Regions from separate parts of the Mus musculus genome. Here regions 1 and 2 are each linked to region 3. A link is a contact called in public Hi-C and promoter capture Hi-C data. All regions are on one chromosome and are shown on one strand. Each heading gives the region's core, a stretch centred on a gene start, on an enhancer-like site or on the middle of the called end of the contact. The rest is flanking DNA. Distances are from core to core; before and after follow the strand shown. Region 1 overlaps Col6a6 (collagen, type VI, alpha 6). Region 2 overlaps Col6a4 (collagen, type VI, alpha 4). Region 3 holds the start of Col6a6 (collagen, type VI, alpha 6).

Region 1 (4,023 bases), core at 1,480-3,979, 130 kb after region 3:
ACATATGTGACAGGGGATAGGCTTTTGGCTCTGAGTCTTGGCTTAAACCCTTGCTTTGTCTCACAGGCATATAATGGAAGATATTTTGGCTGTCATTTCCTGCAATTAAAAACCCCACAGAACAGAGCAAATGGGCAGCCTGCTGTCCCTGATTTAAGAAACGGCTCTGCACACAGGTGACTATTCCGTCATCTGACCACTATTCAGAGTCATAAAATGTCACTAAGCTTCAGTAAGGGACTTCAGCTGAGCCATCTTTATTGATTCCATGAAAAAGCATGAAGATGGAAAGTTTGCTACACCCACAGGATCCACATGCTAGCCATTAGATTGTTCACTTAATAGTTGGTATTTATGGTCCATGCTGATATCTAATTTCCATCTGCATGCTTGTTACTCCATTTCTAACTTCCCCTTTGGTTTCTAAGGAACCCATTCTTACCCTCAGTCATCTACTAACAAACTAGACAGACCCTCAGCATCTGGGTCAGCCTGATGCCCAGTTAGTCACAATCAGTCATACAGAGGCCACTCGGTGGCTTGTTCAGAGGTGACGTCATGTTAGTTATGTGATAAGACCAGAACCTGGACATCCCAGCTCTCAGGTGAAGGGACCACCTTATACCTCATGTGTCCTTATCTCTAACGATAAGAAACTGCAATCTAGCTCAGGGGGTAAAGGGGCCCGTCTCCAAACATGACGATTTGAGTTCAACCCCTAGGACTCACGTGGAAGGAGGAAACTGACTCTCGAAAGTCCTCCTTTGCCTCCACACACATGCTGGGCTATGTGTACCCATGTATAAAACAAGTAAGTAAGTGTCAGAAACACCATTGACAGAAACTTCTAAAAATATAGTGCCTCCATTATGAATGTACTCCCCTGCTTCAGTGGGTTCCATGAAAATAGATGAAATGAATTCTAGAATCCTCTCATTTCTAATTTATCATACCCCCCCCCCATTCATTTATTGTGGTCACATTCAATAAAATCCACTCTCTGTTTTTTCCTTATGGTATGCATGCATAATGAGAGAGGCATATTTATAAAAATGACTTCACTTTATGGAAGAACACTTTTTATAAGGGGTATGAAGTTATGAACTCTTACTTAAATTGAAATAAAAGATGCATTGCCTTTTAAAGCTTAATTTTGAAAGCAGATGAGCTTTTCACAGCTAGTGTCGTGATTAAGGCCCGTAGTTTAGCCTGCACACTGTCAGCACTAGAAGTTCTCTCACAGTGTGTTCTTACACCAGAGGACGAATTGCTCACTTCAAACTTTATACACACAACAGTCAAAATTAAACTTCAATAGAACACAATTTAAAAACTGGTAGCATGGAGTCAAGGACTCACAGCCTGGTATCAGATCTGGACATCTTGGTGATAAACTCTCACTCTTGGTGTCAGAGATATAACTATTTTATGAGCAAAATCTATGTAGTGCCTGCATGCTCAAATAGCTGAGGTAGAACCTTCCTACTCTTTGTCTCGATCTGCTTAGTAACTCTAAATGACTTGGTTTGCAGATCTATGCAAGCCGGATGCTTCGTGTGACCAAGCCAAACCACCCCCCATTCAGTCCTACCTGGACACTGCATTCCTACTGGATGGCTCTCGGCACGTGGGAAGTGCAGAGTTTGAAGACATGAGAGACTTTCTAGAGGCACTGCTAGATCACTTCGAAATCACTTCGGAGCCAGAGACATCTGTCACTGGAGACAGGGTGGCCCTGCTGAGCCATGCCCCCCTCGACTTCCTACCCAACACCCAGAGGAGTCCGGTTAGAACTGAGTTCAACCTAACCAGCTATAGCAGTAAGCGCCTCATGAAGAGACACGTGGATCAGGCAGTCCAGCAGCTGCATGGAGATGCTTTTCTTGGCCATGCCCTCGGGTGGGCACTGGACAACGTCTTTTTAAACACCCCCAATTTGAGACGAAACAAAGTCATATTTGTGATATCTGCTGGGGAAACCAGCCACCTGGATGCGGAAACCTTAAAGAAAGAGTCCCTACGAGCCAAATGTCATGGGTATGCCCTCTTTGTCTTTTCCTTGGGCCCTGACTGGGATGACAAGGAACTGGAAGACCTGGCCAGCCACCCCGTAGACCAGCACTTGATCCAGCTTGGCCGAATTCATAAACCTGACCACGGATACAGTGTGAAGTTTGTGAAGTCTTTTATAAACTCCATCAGGCGTAAGTCAGAAAACTGTTCCTGTACATAAGAGCCTGCTCCGTAATTCCCCAGAAGGGCAATGTGCTGGCGTGCATGCTTGGACACCTCTTGTTTGTCTTCAAGGGCATTGCAGGGTCAGAGAGGAAAATATGTAATAATGGATGGTGGAAGGGAGGACACTCTGGTTCCTAAGCATTTAATTTTCTGGCTCATCATATTTTTTTTTTATGCCTCTGGTTCCTATGGAGAAGCAATCATAACAAGCAGCTGTCCACACATCTGTCTGCACAGAGAGGTGTAGTCTGGGGGGTGTGAAATCACAGCCTGGACTCGGGCTCCCTTGCCATGTAACCCTAACAAGCTACCCTTTGGTAAGAGGTTTCTGCAGTTAACACAGAGAGAGAGAGAGAGAAGCCAGAGAAAAACAGAAACAATTCTTGGCTTTGCTTGGACAAGTTCCAAAGTCTGAGCTGGGAGTGTTAAAGAGATATCGTTTTTTATCGGTCAGAATGAAAGGCATGGCTTTGTATAACTTTCTCCCAACTCCATGACCTTGTAGGATTCACTCACGAGAATAACTGTGCCTGTAAGGAGACAAGCATGGGCTGTTTTTCTTGGCTGGGCGTCCTGAGAAATCTGCAGTCCATTTTGGATGCAGCAGGGATGGCCGAGGAGCCGTGTCCAGATATGAGGCTGAAGGCAGACAGGCAGTGGGTAACTATATCTGTTTTCAGAGCCTGCTGACTCTTGTCCAAGGGAGTGCAGATAAGGAGACAGGCATGCACAGGTTGAAGAAGGCATGTGCGAGTGCCTGGCTAATTCCTAAAGCTGTCATCGTATTGAAGAGTGAGGTGGGATGAGCCTGCAGATGTGCTGAGCAGTGCAGAGAGACTGCTGGTGGGGTTGATGGCAAATCCTACTCAGTGTGAGTCTAGGACCAGCACCAACTACCAGCTGGGGCTGGTTAGACGCAGGCTTCAGCCCCACCCGATGATGTATCTTACCCGAGCTCCCAGGATACACATATACAAGGTTTTAGAAACACGGGTATGGGAATAGTGAGCCCCCCAGAGTGAGATTCATTTCCATAGATTCTGGAACTGAAACCCCAAAGAGGAGTTTTGGGCAAGGGGTCACCCTGAAGGAAGTCTTTTATAAGGGTTGACCAAAAGACCACTTGGTAAGTCTCTGGTAAACTCGAAAAGAAGCTTGCTTGATGGCCCACAAGTGTGGGGGAGAGAGGGTAAGACTTGCCCTGAAATTTCCTTCCTGGTATTCCAGAATTCTTCCTGCTCTTCCCTGCCTGGGCATCCAGTCACATGATCAGATGCCAGTCACATGATCAGATGAGGCAGCCCCTCCCTCTTAGGACAAAAGCAGAAATGTTTTAAGCTAAGAGCAGGTGGGACTCACGGGAGACACAGAGAGTGTTCTGAACACTGAGCGTGATACAGCCGCCTACTCCATTTCCAAAGCTGTGATATCTAGAAAGTGCCATCTTTAAAACACAGCTGCAGGAAGTGAATTCTACCACAGGCCCATGGTCATGCCCATTCAACACAGTGTTCATTGCTGATCATCTACTCTGAGCCACTGGCTGCACCAGTGCTAGGCTTAAAGAATAGACTTGGCCAGATGCCCTCTGAAGCTTCGGATGCCTTCAAAGTGTCTGTGACTCATTTGGCGCACGACCACAAAGCAGACAGCAGGACATGGTCCACTTCAGAGCAGCACATTCCCTAAGGGAGGCAAAGCTGCTGAGTCAGCAACCTTCTACATACTGTTCAAATAAGAAAAGAAAACCCCAAGCCAGATCTGGTGGGCCCAGCACACACCTGT
Region 2 (4,032 bases), core at 961-3,460, 220 kb before region 3:
AAAAAAAAATTCAAGTTAGGGGGCTGGAGAGAAGGCTCAGCAGTCAAGAGCTCTGACTGCTCTTCTAGAGGTCGTGAGTTCAAATCCCAGCAACCACATGGTGGCTCACAACCATCTGTAATGGGATCCGATGCCCTCTTCTGGTGTATCTGAAGACAGCGACAGTGTTTACATAAGTTAAATAATAAAAAAAAATGACCTAATGTTTCTTTTAAAAAGATTTAGTATGTAAAGTTCATGCTAGTATTTAATAGTTGATCTCTTATGCACCTTTGTACATATTTGCCAGTATTCTTTATTCTTATTCACCTTCCTCTCCTACGTCCCCTCTTCCCTCTTGCTTACTCTACCACAAGTAGGCCTCTCATCTGTTCTCATCTTAGTTTGGCATCAATACTGTTACAGTGAAGACAGCGTTTCCTGACTGGTCCTGTTACTGTGCACACTTGGCAGGGTTTAAACTGAGCTGTTTGTCCTCATCCACCCAATACATGGGCCCTTAACTTTAGTCTGCCCCTTCCCAGGCTGCCTGTCATGATCCTGAAGTTCATTTCTGTCTTATATTTTGTTAAGTTCCAGCAATTAGACATTAAAAAAGTAGATTTATATTTGTGTGTGTGAACACATGCCCGTGTATGGAGGTGCCTGTGGAGGCCAGAAGTGGGCTCTACATTCTCGATAACTTGAGCAGAAAGGACCACGTGGGTCCTGTGAACCAAACCTGGGCCCTGTGGAAGAGGACTTCACGGCTGAGCTGTCTCTCCAGCCCCAGCTTTGTTGTCCAAGTTGTCCTATAGAGCTGGTCTTCTTTTAGCTTTGCTCCCACATTTATTAGCATCACAGATACCTTCCTTTTAATAGTATATATCTTAAAAATGGAAACAAAGTGAAATGAAACAAAACAAGAAACAACTGGCAGACTTTCCGTTAGGGTCAGGCTCATTGTAAACTCCCTTGGCTTTTGTTTCTCTGCAATCTCTTTATTTTATGTTTTCTAGTTCAGAAAAAAAAAAAAAAGATAACTCACTGAGTAAACAATTCTGTTTTGAGAGTTGTCCCTTCTCAGCACTTTGAGAATGTCTTCTTAGTTTCTGTCTTCTTTTGCCTTGGATTTTTCATTATTACTTCTAAGAAGCTGTCAAAATAATTATCTCTCAGCAAGCAGCATTTCAAAAATATATATCAGGTTGCATTAAAATAGTCCCCATTGCTGTTAGTTTTGACAGTTTCAATAAGACGTCTCCAGGTGTAGGTTTCATGTTATTTATTCTGCTTGGAACTTGTTAAGCCTTTGGATCTATTTATGCCTTCTACAGATCTTAGAAAATCCGTAGAAAATTACCCTATTGAAGTTTTAAGCTTCGGTATTGTATTCGTCAGCTTCCTGTCCAATAATGAGATACCCAAGTTGATTTGCATATAGAGAGAAAAGGCTCATTTTCTTGGCTCATGATTTTAAGATTCAAGTCCGTGGTTAGGTGGACCCCTTTCTCCAAAGCCCTCGATGGGGGAACCCCAGAAGAGAATTCTGGGGAGCGTGTGGTGGGAAGATCTGCTCTCTTCATGATTGGGAAGAAGGAGGAAAAGAAGAAAGGGCTGGGGTCCCAGGGTTCCCTTCAAGGGTTCGATCTGGTGGCCTGAGGACCTCCCACCAGGTCACACCTCTTAAAGGTCCACAGCATCTCCTCGCACCCACACGCTGGGATCAGATGCATCACGTAGACTTCGAGAGACATGTGAGACACAGAGCATAGCATCTGTTTCCTTTGTTCCATCCGTTCTCAACCTGTGGATTGCAACCCCTTTGGGGGTTGAACAGCTTTTTCTCAGGGGTCACCTAAGACCACGGAGAAAATACAGAGATTTAAGATTTACATTCTTAAGCTTTGGTTTCTAATTTACTATTTCTGACTTTACTCTGCGATTTAACATGCCCGTAGAATTTTAAATCCACTCATTTTTTTTTTCCAGTTCAAGAAGTTCTAATTGATTCTCTTAAAATGCTATCTGCCTTTTCTTCATTGAGAACACTAAGAATTTCTTTTTATTTGTCATCTTAACGTATGAAATCTGGTAACTGAGATTGTTTTTGGTGTGAGAGTTACTCAGGGCCCCTGATCTGTCCTCTTGCCAAGGGTGCTAATGTACATTCTCACTCTTGGCTAGAATGTAAGATGACACAAAGAAAGCTTCCAGAGTGACTAATAGGATAAAGATGCCTTGTCTATTTTCTTTTTCTTTTCCTAGGGCGATCGTGGAGCCGCAGGGCCATCTGGAGAGAAAGGAAGCAGCGGCAGTCGGGTAAAATATGCGGGTGTTTTTCTCTGTCATCTTTCTGATGCATTATCAGACAGCAGCAGTTTAAGCAGTTGGAAGGAATCATCTAGTGGTTTTGTTTGAGTCTGAGTGTGAAAGGCAGTAATTCACATGACCCTTTGAAAGCTTTGCTTGGGACCTGAAGGGTGGATTATGAACCTAGTTGCTGAATGTAGGACTTAACCCGTGTGCTTTGTACCGTGAGTGGGTCACTCTGTGACTCATAAGCTCTTTATGGGTCCCTGTCACTGATGACATAGTCTCCCACCAGGACCCTTTAGCCTCCCTCCCAGCCAAACTATACCAGTCTCTGCCTCTAGAACATTCCTCATGCTTACCGGCCCCTGTGTGTTTGTCCATGTTGGTGTTGCCACTCCCCACATGCATGCCTTTTCCACGTTTCCGTCCTCAGTGCTCATTTGAACACTGACTTGTTTTTGATTGTCTGGTTCCCTTTCCTTCTTTCTCATGATAGTTTTTCTGATGTTGTGGGAGACTTTTCCTGGGGAGGCATGAACCAATGCCTCCTCACTCCAGATAGCAAACCAAGGACAGACCAAAGTAACGATTCTTCCAGAGTTCAGAGTCCTGCTTGGTGAAATGTTGAGTTTATTGGGGTCACTTACAGATGTCTGGGTGAAAGGTTACTTATGGGGTATGCATGATTAAAAAGAAACTAACTGTATTACCAAAAGGCCCAGCACTGCATGATGATGACTCCCAGAGACCGTAACCCTGCAACTCTAATCGTGACTGCAGACAACTGGATAGGTCAGGTTACAGAATCTCCTCAAACAAAGGCTCCAGATGGCAGAGCACCTCCTCTCCTCACCATTCTTTACTGCTTCCATAACTTTGGGGAACCCTTGTGAGTCTTAGATATTTCAGGAACTTCCTGAGACTTGTGAGTTGCTTGCTTCCTGAATCGAAGGTAGCCTTCCTCCAGGATAAAATGTTTCAGTTAGGAGTAGTTGCTACACAAGCCTCCACTCTGGCTGTTTATAGGGATCTCTCTCTTCTTTGTGTCTTTGCTGGTGATTACTTTCTGTTTCCTGTCCTGGATTTAGTTCTGTAGAGGGGAAGGGAGATACCTGTTGCATGGACTTTACTTCTCCTATTCTGTGCCCATGGCAGACATTACTAATCGAGCATAGACTCCAACTTGGCTAGAGGAGCCATCTCATGAAAACCTAGAGTCAATGTCTATTTATTGCTAGGTTTACATAGGAGGTTAAATTTATTTGCTTGTCATTGTTTGTACCCTGGGTGGAATTAAGGTAGTGCTTTTATTTCTGGGATGCATGATCAGGGCTGTGGATCAGCTTCCTGATAGGGAAACAGAAGGAGAGAACTAAAATGCATATCTCTTTATTAAGGTTTACTTTCCAACTAGAAAGTCCAACTAAAAACGAGGACTTTGTGGGTCATAGTTTGGAGACAATGTGGGACACCATGCTTCCCTAACATAAAAAGCTTTATGTTTCAGTTAAATTGAGATAAATTCAATAAATATCCATCAGGTGTCTTCTACCCAAGACAACATTTTGCTACCCACAGGGAGTGATTCAACAATAAATATGTCTTGGCTATGGCTAGCAAAGGGCTAATAAATAACCTGTATAGTTTATACAAAGACTGTAGTACAAGGTTTGCCATGATCAAGGATGTCAATGGTATAAATAAAGTGTTACTGGGACACAATGGAGAAAAACACAG
Region 3 (4,113 bases), core at 443-2,942:
TGGAGTGTGTAGGACACTTTGGCAAGTGACTTTGGGTGGGCTGGTGATCGATGAGAAACTGCCACTCAGAAATCTCAACTCTTTCCACATGAGACACCTGCTAATGTTGCAAATTCAGTGTCCTCTCAGCTGCCCTCTTGACCAACCACAGGAGGTATGGAACCGCCATTTTGAAGATACCTATCCTTGTGTGGAATCTCTGAGAAGAACACAAAGTCTGTGATTGATCCAGGAGACACAGTGAGGGACATTAACTCATGCCTTTATACACCATTAAGAAAGAGCCCGATGGCCCGACTAAAGAGTATAGTGGAATGGGCTGGAGAGATGGCTCAGTCCAATTCTCAGCAACCACATGGTGGTTCACACTGGTGTGTCTGAAGACAGCTATAGTGTACTCACAGACATAAAATATAATAAATAATTCTTTATAAAAGAGTGTAGTGGATTAAGGCATTTGCTGGTTCCATTTCCTGGGACTCAAGGTAGAAGAGAATCAACTCCATAAAGCTGTGCTCAGCCTCTCTCTCTCTCTCTCTCTCTCTCTCTCTCTCTCTCTCTCTCTCTCTCTCTCTCTCTCTCTCTCTCTCTCCCCCATCCCCCTACACACACACACACACACACACACAGAGAGACATGCACACATAATATATAAGTATAACTTTAAGGGAAGAAAGAAAGGAAGGAAGGAAGGAAGGAAGGAAGGAAGGAAGGAAGGAAGGAAGGAAGGAAGAGAAAAAGAAAAAAAAAGTAAGGTGTGGCCAAAGTTGCAGCTGGTGGATAGTCTGGCTTAAGTCATTCTCTGTGGCAAACCACTTCTATCTTGAACTTGTCCTCCGTGAAGCTGACACTGTGTTGCCAAATGGAACAGGTGGAACCTATACCAGAATTAGGCTGTGGGTTTCATCCCTGTTCGCCCACACACAAACTTACCTCCTCTTCATACCTTCCCTGCCCCAAGATGACCACACAGCAAGTTCCGAGAAGCAGAGTTCCGGTTCTCCCAAAGGGGACTCATGGCCCCCTTTGTCCTTCCTTGCGTTCGTTCGTGTGTTTGGGACTCTCAGATTCTAGCTTAATCTTTAGAATTTATTTGAGAATTAAGCGTTTCTACAGATCTCCAAAACTTGAGCTAGAATTGCCTTTTCTGAGTTTCCTACCCAGCAAATACCTTTCACCTTCTGTCTCCAAGTGTGTCTCTGCATTGACAGTGAGCAGATGTTGCAATTTCAATGGTTTTGTGGCCTGGGCACCTACTCAAGGTGCACAGCAGGTGGTCAGATATCTGTGCTACACTGCACAAGGCTGGATGAATGAAAAGAAAGCGAATAGAGTGACTAGCTTTAGGACAGGGAGAAGGGAGAAGTCTCTACCATTCGAAACCTCTTAGACTACCTCACTGCACCCCATTCCTCTCCTGAGCGGTTAGTACTAGAAGTAGAGAGATTGCTTTGGTGCGCTCCAGCGCAGAGAGTGAAGGCAAGCTCCAAGCACGCCCCAAAGTCCCCACCCTCCACTTTCCCCCAGGGTCTGCAGTCCAGGAGTTTGGGGGCGGTCCACGTTGCAGAGAAACAGGCGGGATAGTGCCAGCCTCCAAAATCCGCCCCCCTTCCCTCTTCTGTCACCTTCCCAAGGCTTGAGCAGCACGCGGAGCCCTGGGGGCCACCAGGGCGTGGAGAGCAGCATTCATCTGCGGAGCCTGGGGCGTGGGAGCTGCAGCCCGCGGGACCCCAGAGGCCAGAGGCTTCCTTGCCGCGCAGAGTCACATCCAGGCTCCCCTGCTCTCCAGCTGCTAAGCTATCCTGTGCTGGGGACTGTGCGCTCTGGGTGTACACTCCTCAAATCCACCCAGGCTGGGTAGAAGTTTCCCTGAGGTAAGTTCAGCAGCCAATGTCCGCTGGGAAAGAAACAGAACAGAGTTAATAAATGGTCAGTGAGGGGAGGCAGTGGATCAGCCAGTTGAGAGAGGCTACGAGAAGGACCAAGGTGAAGAAAAACTGCATTTAAAGGTCTTGACAGTGCCTCTTTGGAGGTTTTCATCCACCCCAGACAGAGTGAGCTGAATTCTATGGGCTCTGTTAGTTGTTTCTCCTTCTCCTTTTCCTCATTCTCTTTCTCCTCCTCCTCCTCCTCCTCCTCCTCCTCCTCCTCCTCCTCCTCCTCCTTCTCCTTTTCTGCCTTCTTCATCAGGGTGTTGAAGAATCAGCAGTATGAGCTAGTCATTCCCTGATTTGGGTTGGGAGTTCCCCCACCACATACTCGGGGTTCTCCTGGAATGAGAGGTGCCTTGCTCAATACTTTGTTCCCACATCCAGCATGGGGCCTGGAGCGTGGCAGGCACACAGAGCCACTTAACCAGGCAAAGCCGTTGCAAGCCTGCAGGTACACAGCATCTATGTTTCCCTGCCCAGTGTCACACTAAACTATTAAAGGTAACGTCAGGGTTTTGTTGGTGGTGCAGGGCATGAGGGAGGCAGGCAAAGCGTGTCTTTTCAAAAATCAATTCCCAGTGACATTCTACTATGAGTGGAGCCCAGACTGCCTGGCTCGTAACCAACCTTGGACGTAATTTCAACCAGAGGCCAGAAGAGGAAGGGAAAACCCTGGAACTAGGAAGTAATGGTTCGTTTCTTTGTGGCCTCTTGTGATAGGATTTCTTGTGGATCCTTTTTAGAAATTATCAGTATGGAGATGTTTGAAGAGGACTTTTGTGAATGCCAGGGAGTCAACAGGGAGAACCGGGGATCATTGAGAAATTGGGGTGTTGCTGATTACCTAAGACTCAAGACAGAACACTAGAAAGCTGTTCTTAAGGGTTTGGTTTTTCCTTTCTGCTATAGACTCCAATAGTCACAGTGCCAATTTAATTTTTAAAGATTTATTTATTTTTAAAGTGTGTCTGTGTGTGTGTAAGGGGAATGTGTGCGTGCCAGTACCTGAGGACTGCTTCAGATCTCCTGCAGCCAGGGTGACAAGTGGCTGTGCGCTGCTCAATGCAGGTGCTGGGGAAACAACTTAGTCCAGGGAGAGCTTAGTACAAGCTCTTCGTGGCGGAGCCCTGGCTAGAGCCACGTGCTGCCCATTTTAAAGGTCCTAGTTGATGGGTACCACTTTTAGTTTTGTTTATTCTTTGCATTTATTCCCATGCACAAGCTTTTGCTTCCTCGGGTTCTTCTGGAGCATCTCTCCCTTCTATTCAGCCTCCTCTTTCAGTGTAGGTCCAGTTCGTTCCTTTTGAGTCTCACGTCCATGCGGCAGGGGACGCTGAGGTGTGGGACCGTCCTGCTCTGAGCTCTGTTAAGTGTGGTTGGACATCATGGGTGCTTGGTTCACCTGGAGATGCTCTGAGACCAGAGAAGCCACATCCAGCTCCTTCTCAGATACACTCTGCAGTGTTAAGCAGGCTCAGCTAAATGTGTAGCTCTCATTCAGACACCTTGAATCTGCATGGCTGGGCCTGGGACATCTACCTATTTGCAGGCTTGTACTACTAAGGCGGCACACATTGCTCATATTTTTAAGTCACTTATTTAACTTTTAATTGTGTGTGTGCACCTGGGTGTCGCCTGTGCGTCTAAAGTGTCAGATCCTCTGGAGCTGAAGTCACAGACGGTTGAGAGTCACTGGCCCTGAGTACCAGGAACTGAACTCTGGCCCTCTGCAGGAGCAGTAAGCTCTCTCTAACCACTGAGCTTTCTCTCCACTTGGGTCCTCTAGAAGAACAGTGCTTGCCTGTGGCTGCTGAACCACTTTCTTACCGCCTGCCTCCATTGCTTCTTTAAGGGACATCTTTCAGATACTTGGTGGCTTTTCACATATACACACCCTTGATGGCCTCGGTAACTTCCTGGGTGCTCTTAAAGTGAACATAAAGATTTCACCTCTTGCTTATTATGAGTCTGTACAGTTTCTGGTCAAGAGAGAAGCCAACCATTTTCACCTGTCACCTCAGGCTACTTACAAGTTTTTTTTTTTTCATAATTCACCTTAAAATGTGTGCGTTCGTGTACATGGGGGTACAGTTGGCATGCGTGTGCCTGTGGAAGCCAGAGACTGGTGTCTGGTGTTTTCCTCCATCTTTCTCCACTTTTGAGAGGGGGTCTCTCTCTAAAC

Evidence for each region. Promoter capture Hi-C pulls out the DNA fragments that hold promoters and counts their contacts. A called contact is a pair of places that touch in the nucleus more often than the background predicts.
Region 1: a contact with region 3 is called in a Hi-C map of uterus, with 2.5 times the contacts expected there. The contact joins the enhancer-like site here to the promoter of Col6a6 in region 3. A contact is called at or near these places in 11 of 39 promoter capture datasets (the 3T3-L1 cell line, the C10 cell line, Sertoli cells and 5 more), 4 of 484 Hi-C or Micro-C datasets (liver, nephron progenitors and uterus), 4 of 115 datasets of contacts at active chromatin or transcription factors (the 230-238 cell line, fibro-adipogenic progenitors and large pre-B cells) and 4 of 9 other capture datasets (adipose tissue, embryonic stem cells, liver and 1 more).
Region 2: a contact with region 3 is called in a promoter capture Hi-C map of trophoblast stem cells, with 2.5 times the contacts expected there. The contact joins the enhancer-like site here to the promoter of Col6a6 in region 3. A contact is called at or near these places in 7 of 39 promoter capture datasets (the 3T3-L1 cell line, cranial neural crest, embryonic stem cells and 2 more), 2 of 115 datasets of contacts at active chromatin or transcription factors (astrocytes and embryonic stem cells) and 1 of 9 other capture datasets (embryonic stem cells).

Annotation. Positions count from the first base shown.
Region 1 is chr9:105,696,842-105,700,864 of GRCm38.p6, reverse strand. It overlaps Col6a6 (collagen, type VI, alpha 6), which reads left to right. Exons shown (of 37, transcript NM_001102607.1): 35 at 1,533-2,204. Among named protein-coding and RNA genes, the nearest start is that of Pik3r4, 56 kb to the right of the region's middle. Within about 2 kb of position 2,729, at least 22 of the 459 cell types and tissues checked have an H3K27ac peak or open chromatin away from gene starts, as enhancers often do. A contact at or near this core is called in Sertoli cells, adipose tissue and uterus, where this site is marked.
Region 2 is chr9:106,042,494-106,046,525 of GRCm38.p6, reverse strand. Col6a4 (collagen, type VI, alpha 4) reads left to right here. Exons shown (of 38, transcript NM_026763.2): 17 at 2,248-2,301. Among named protein-coding and RNA genes, the nearest start is that of Col6a4, 52 kb to the left of the region's middle. Within about 2 kb of position 2,210, at least 19 of the 459 cell types and tissues checked have an H3K27ac peak or open chromatin away from gene starts, as enhancers often do. A contact at or near this core is called in trophoblast stem cells, where this site is marked.
Region 3 is chr9:105,825,664-105,829,776 of GRCm38.p6, reverse strand. Col6a6 (collagen, type VI, alpha 6) reads left to right here and starts at 1,692. Exons shown (of 37, transcript NM_001102607.1): 1 at 1,692-1,874.